Linked DNA regions of Mus musculus: region 2 is linked to region 1. A link is a contact called in public Hi-C data. All regions are on one chromosome and are shown on one strand. The core of a region is the stretch at or near the end of the contact, and the rest is flanking DNA. Distances in the headings are between cores, read along the strand shown.

Evidence for each region. A called contact is a pair of places that touch in the nucleus more often than the background predicts.
Region 2: a contact with region 1 is called in a Hi-C map of embryonic limb bud, with 1.8 times the contacts expected there. The contact joins two enhancer-like sites. A contact is called at or near these places in 1 of 484 Hi-C or Micro-C datasets (embryonic limb bud), 2 of 115 datasets of contacts at active chromatin or transcription factors (craniofacial prominence and embryonic basal ganglia) and 1 of 9 other capture datasets (adipose tissue).

What each region holds. Positions count from the first base shown.
Region 1 is chr5:131,850,992-131,854,065 of GRCm38.p6, reverse strand. The region is part of intron 4 of Auts2 (autism susceptibility candidate 2); the gene reads left to right. Among named protein-coding and RNA genes, the nearest start is that of 4930563F08Rik, 28 kb to the left of the region's middle. Within about 2 kb of position 1,640, at least 36 of the 459 cell types and tissues checked have an H3K27ac peak or open chromatin away from gene starts, as enhancers often do. A contact at or near this core is called in embryonic limb bud, where this site is marked.
Region 2 is chr5:132,066,054-132,069,127 of GRCm38.p6, reverse strand. All of the region lies in intron 2 of Auts2 (autism susceptibility candidate 2), which reads left to right. Among named protein-coding and RNA genes, the nearest start is that of 4930563F08Rik, 190 kb to the right of the region's middle. Within about 2 kb of position 1,582, at least 25 of the 459 cell types and tissues checked have an H3K27ac peak or open chromatin away from gene starts, as enhancers often do. A contact at or near this core is called in embryonic limb bud, where this site is marked.

The sequences.
Region 1 (3,074 bases), core at 391-2,890:
CTCGCCTCCCGAGTTCTGGGATTAAAGGCAAGCGCCACCATGTCCAGCGATCCTCTTTCTTTTAATAAACCTGACCAGTAAAGACTCACAAACTCAAGATGAATCACTTAAGTCACTAAGACTTTGAGTGGTTTATTCATAATCACATGGCAAGCAAATGATTGACTAGATTCCACCCCTGGAGTTAAAGTGGAATTAACATGTTCTCAACAGTGGCTCACACATGATAACCTGTGACTCACATGGGATGTGCTCTATGAGTAATATACACACTGAAATATACATGATGTCTCCTAAGCAGTGTGCTCATATCAGCCTCCGTGTCAACAGTGTGTTGAAATGATGCTCATAACATATTATTGGATATTGAAGTGATATTTAGCCATATTGTGGTGTTATAAAATAGATGATTTTTCTGGACTGAAGAGTGAACGTAGGATTTCACACATGTTAAACCCCTCCCTGGGGGATTCTAGGCAGGGGCTCTACCACTGAACCACGCCCCCAGCCCCTCCCTGGGGGATTCTAGGCAGGGGCTCTACCACTGAGCCACGCCCCCAGCCCCTCCCTGGGGGATTCTAGGCAGGTGCTCTAACACTGAGCCACATCCCCAGCCCCTCCCTGGGGGATTCTAGGCAGGGGCTCTACCACTGAGCCACGCCCCCAGCCCCTCCCTGGGGGATTCTAGGCAGGTGCTCTAACACTGAGCCACAGCCCCAGCCCCTTCCTGGGGGATTCTAGGCAGGGGCTCTACCACTGAGTTACATTCCCAGCCCAAATGCAGTTTATTAAAAACAAAATGAATGGCTTCTGTTTCTATTTTAAAGGCTACTTTAGCGTTATATACAGAACATTTTCCTCTAGAGTGCTTTCTTTTTGAGGTTAAGTCGCCCAGACTGTCCTCAGGCTTATACGTCTGTAACTGCCTTTACCCTCCTGTCTCCACTTCCCGAGTGCCAGAATTGCAGGTACCTATCAGCACCTCTTCACTGCATTCCGAGTCTCCGATTCTAAATTATTGAGGGAATAACTTAACCACCTTTTGACTCTTCGTTTCTTCATCAGTTCTAGAAATGAATGTTAAAGTTCAAGTTCTAATCTAGAGGCTGTGGTGGTCGCTGTCAGTAACATACTTGTGATTTATGCATGAGGACCTCAGTTCAATCCCTAGAACCCACGTGAAAATAAAGTATAGCAAACCGCATGGTGGCATGTGTTTAGAATCACAGCTATTAAGATGCAGAGAGCAGCAAGTCCCTGGGGCTCACTTGCCTGCTGTACCAGGTCAGTAAGTGACCTTAGGTCCCAATGAGAGAGCCTGTCTTAAAACAAGGAGAGGATGGAACCTGAGTTTAGGATCTGGCCTTAATGTGCATATACACATGGCCCTAGCAACAGAATCTCCATGTCCTTACAGCTGAGTCATCATGGCGCCCTATGAACTTGCTCTGTTATAGACTAAAACAGCACTAACATGTCACATAAGATCGAAAGGAGGGATCATGACAGGAATGTGGCTGATGAAATATCCCCCAAGGCCCATCTTCACCAAATCTCTGACCCTCTACCGGTTGTTCCCATGTGATGTCATCTTCCAGAGAGTGCCTTCCAGCAGTGGCTCAAGGCCTTCCTGTGCCCTCTATTCCCGTACCTCCCCACCACTCTGTGGCCCACCTGCCTCTCCCCGATGCCCGTCTCTCTGGGTGTATCCACAGCTGATGGCCTCCCTCTGTTATTGGCTGTTTGGGCACTAGGCAGATCTGCCTTCCCTGCCTGTGAGAGCAGAGTCCTAACAGCATTGCCCTGCACCAGGGATCTCGGAGGAGCTTTATGGCTCTAGCAGGTACTCGCAGCTGATATATGACACTAATATAGGGTTCACTTTTATTCTCCACCTAAAAAAAGATAGATTGTTCCAAGTTTAGACAGGCTGTAAAACCGCGTGCTTCTGGAGCCGCACCGCCCTCCCCAGAGACCGCTCTAATTGCTTTACATCCGTACAAAGGTTCCTTGTAATCGGGCTTTCTGCCTTCATTTGTCTTCTTTTCAGCCTCTTAGTAAAGACCTTAATTGGTCTTGGTGGGGCTTTTTTCAGTTAGTGCAACTATACCTTCAGGGCTGAACAAGTAGCAGACACTACCTGAGGGGAGAAAGCGGGGGAGATGGGAAAGACATCAATACTCCTTTACCTTTCAGAGTTTAATTAATGTGCTCAGAACAAGGAGCGAGCAGAAAGAATTTCTGCTCCTCCGGGACCCCGCTGCAGATCAGACATAACCGGGGTTAGGTGGAATTTTCTAGATCTCTTTCCCACTTCAGTCTCTGTGAACACTCATTAGCCTCGTAATTGTCTCACAGTAAACTGCTGTATCAGGTTTCCATCCATCTATGCTGGATCGAGTTGCTCCGGCATCAATAGACTGGAGTACTGGGGGATGCCTGTGAAGGGAAATAGCCTCTAATTTCTGTTTCTTAGCTACTAATTATTTAATAATACATTTTATTGCCTATTAAAATGTGGCATAACTTGCTTGTCAGCAAAACGAGATGGAAACTAATCATTTGTGGAAAAGGATAATTGGCGCTTATACAGATGGCTTTTTACCTCACGTTGGATTGGTTATTGTGGGTGGATTTCCTCGCTGGGTTTCTCGGTTCTGTCCATGGGTTGGTCAGCACTCCTAGGTGGGTAACTTTTTCTTGCCCTTCCTTCCTTCTCCACGCCTAGTTTTCAAAGGCCCCAGTGGATTTTGTATCTCACTGGCAATCACCTTACATGCTGGAAAACGCTCCAGTAGAGACATTGTTTAAACAAAGGGTGTTTTCATGATGGTTGGAATTGGTCAAAACTTACAGGTTTTCATCTAGTTTTAAAAAAGAGGAGGGGGGGGGAGAAACCCATGTAGGAAAATTGGATCCGTTCCCAGCTCCCTCATAGAACTTCACAAAGGTTTTCCTGTTTTTTAAGAATGACCCCTTAAGGAATGTTGCATAAATTCCAGAAAATTGCCCCCCATTGATTCCTGGAGGCACATTAAAAAGCAAAGGGGGCATGTTAGGGGTGGATGATTTGA
Region 2 (3,074 bases), core at 333-2,832, 220 kb before region 1:
CTGATTCAAATTTCACAGTCTTATGGCCATCTGATGGGGAATATCCACTCAAACCATGAGCATACATAGAATACTTTATACACAAACCACACCCACACCCACAAAGGGGTCACTGCCTTTCTTTAATTTTCTTCCTTTTATATAACCCACTGCTACCCATGTGTGTATGGTTGTGGAGTTACTGGGACATAATCAACTTGTAAGTGGCTCTCTCTCACTCTCTCTCTCTCTCCCTCTCTCTCTCTCTCTCTCTCTCTCACACACACACACACACACACACACACACACACACACACAGTTGGTTTAATCTTTTACAATAACCACCGCAGCTGTGTCATATTTGGGTCCCTTGTTAGGGCCTAGACTGCTCTGACCTTGGGGGTTTGACCCATTTTACTATACCAGGAACTAATCCGCTCGTGAGGAGCAGACTTTAGTTCACTTCCAGACTTTAGCTCACTTCTGAAGCCGTTGGTTAGTCTGTAACAGTCATGCCAGTATTTCTGCTGTGAGTACCTTTCACCTAACATAATGGTGTAGCATTACAGGTTCCAGTGCTCACACCTGAATGGCTATTTATATCCCTCCCACTGCTCACCACTGATAGAGTACAATGCTCTAGAATGTTCCATTCTACATTGGGTGTACAGAGCATACGGGGTTGCATATTTTACAATGTATTTGCTAATGGGAAATCTGGCCAAGGAAGTCCTTTAAATAATGTGTAGAATCAGCATCCTGCCTTCAAAACATGTCACCATGTTTATTAGCCAGGTTTGAGCTGAAGGTAAGCTCCCATTTAAAAGGGGGGAAAAAAACTGTCTCTTTAATGATTAGCAAGGGCCTAGTATAATTTAAGGTATTCTTTGGAGTTTATAAATATAGCCTCATAAAATGCCAGGATATAAGGAAACTGTGACTTTAAGTCATTAGAAGCCCAATGGTTTGATAAAATAACAGGAAACAGACAATTTATTATGAGCAGTCTCAGTAGCTCTGGATTATCTATAAAACTTTTACGGCCTTTCCCAAGTGGCAAGAAGCCATAAAACTTGCCTGAATGAGGGACTTGTTAATTTACTTGTTAAAGCAAATTAAAAATTTATAAGTGCTTTTAGGTAAATGAGATCTCCTCTCATTGCTGCCCTTGCGGGGGCCCTGGAGTCCTAAGAGGGGAGAGCGGCTATGCTCAGACACCACCGCAGAACAATAAAAGCTATTAAATTGTACCAGTTTATTACAGCCAAGCACTGCAGCTGTTACCATGGCTAGCTGGGAGGTACTGGCGGTTGACAGCCTGGGGTTGCACTAGGTTTTCTGTCTTACTCAAAACAACAAAAAGAGAGAGGAATTAGGGGGAGGGCGGGAGTAGCTGGAGAAAAAGGTTGTTTTTACCTTTAATTTCCCCCAGTCGGTATTCAGGTCATGCCTCTCTTTCCACCCCTTGACCTTATAAATCCGCAGGTGTAATCTTGTTCTTGTTGTTCTAGATCTTCTTTTAACTGATTGTCGGTGCTTGTACAGCCTTTCATGGTGCTTTTGAACCTTGTCGCCCATGGATGAAGGTCTTGGGCTGGTTTATAACTTCATTAATGTTTATTGAAAATGAAACCTCGGTCTTCCCTCTCTGTTTTCTTTTCCATGCCTCTTCTTCTTCCCTCTGTTACTCTTTCCCCCCAGGATATAGCTTTAAAGTCCAGAGAAAAGGGCACTGTGAAGCTGGCTCAGTCAATAAAGAATTATAAGGGCAAGATTGTGAGTCTGATCCTTGATAATACTTACTTGTAGGCCCAGTGCTTGGGACTCAGGACAGTGGGACCCCAGGAACAAGCTGTCCAGCCATGCTTGAAGGTTCCAGGCCAGTGAGAGACCAAATCTCAGGGAAAAAAAAAAAAAAAAGACAATTACGAGAAAGGTCACAGAGGCTGGCTGTGCTGAAGAAGTAAGACTTCTTACTTTACAGAGCAAGAGCAACGTAGACAGACTGACAGACAGACAGAGCAACAGCAGATAGAGTGGTAGAAGGGAGGATGTTTACATTTTTGATAGTGGAGGGTATTTTGACATTTGCCTACTATTTGACAGAGAAGTTACTGTGAAGCTAATAGAATTACGCATTGCTGGGAGGCAGAGACAGGAAGATCTCGGGCTCTCTGGCCAGCCAGCTAAGTCTACCTGGTGAGCTCCAGGTCCAGTGAGAGGCATTTTCTCACCACAGAAGGTGGATGGCAACTTAGGAACAACATCTCAGGTTGATCTCTGGTCTCTGTGTGTGTGAACAAAGTTTACATCTAACCTGTTCATATTTATAGGTCAGAAAAATATATGTCAAGATGACAATTACTCATGAGCATATTTAAATTCCAGATAGATCTAGAAGGCAGATTTTGTGAACTGTTGGGAACAAAATAAAAGGGAGGGCCTGGGGAGAATTGGGATAGGAAAAGAGGCCCATGCCCTGCTAGAGTTTCCCTATTCTCTGGTCAGTCAGGCGTGGGAGGGCTGCTACCTACCCTATCCACTCATCCCTGGGTGGGCATTCCTCTATCCCACTCTTCAGGGGCGTGGCCAAGTGGCAGCCCTGTCTTGGAATCCCCCCCCCCCACCCAAGCTACTTTGCTAAAGCCACCAGGGTTGTGGGAGAGAGGGAATGGGGGAAGAAGTTCCCAACACAGACCAGAGTGCACAGCGGGTCTTGAAGGAGACTCTAAGGCTTAAGAGTTTTATTATATAAATGCATGGGAAAGAGAGAAGGTAGGAGAGAGAGAGAGAGAGAGAGAGAGAGAGAGAGAGAGAGAAGAGAAAAGAAGACAAAGAGAAAGGGAAGAGGAGAGAGAAGTCTGAGAAGTGAGAGGACAAAGGAGTGAGAGTAAGAGAGTAAGGTGGGGGCTGAGCACCCCTTTTTATGGTCTTCACTGTTGCTAGGTAGCTGGGGAGGAGTTTAGCCTGAAGGTCAGAAGCTTGGGCCATTGCTTATGTGACTACTGACCATGCTTCTCGGGGGGGGGGGGGGGGGGGGCTGTAGGAGGTGGTACCTTAGGCAGGGGCCGGAGTTCCAGGAGCATGAGGGAATG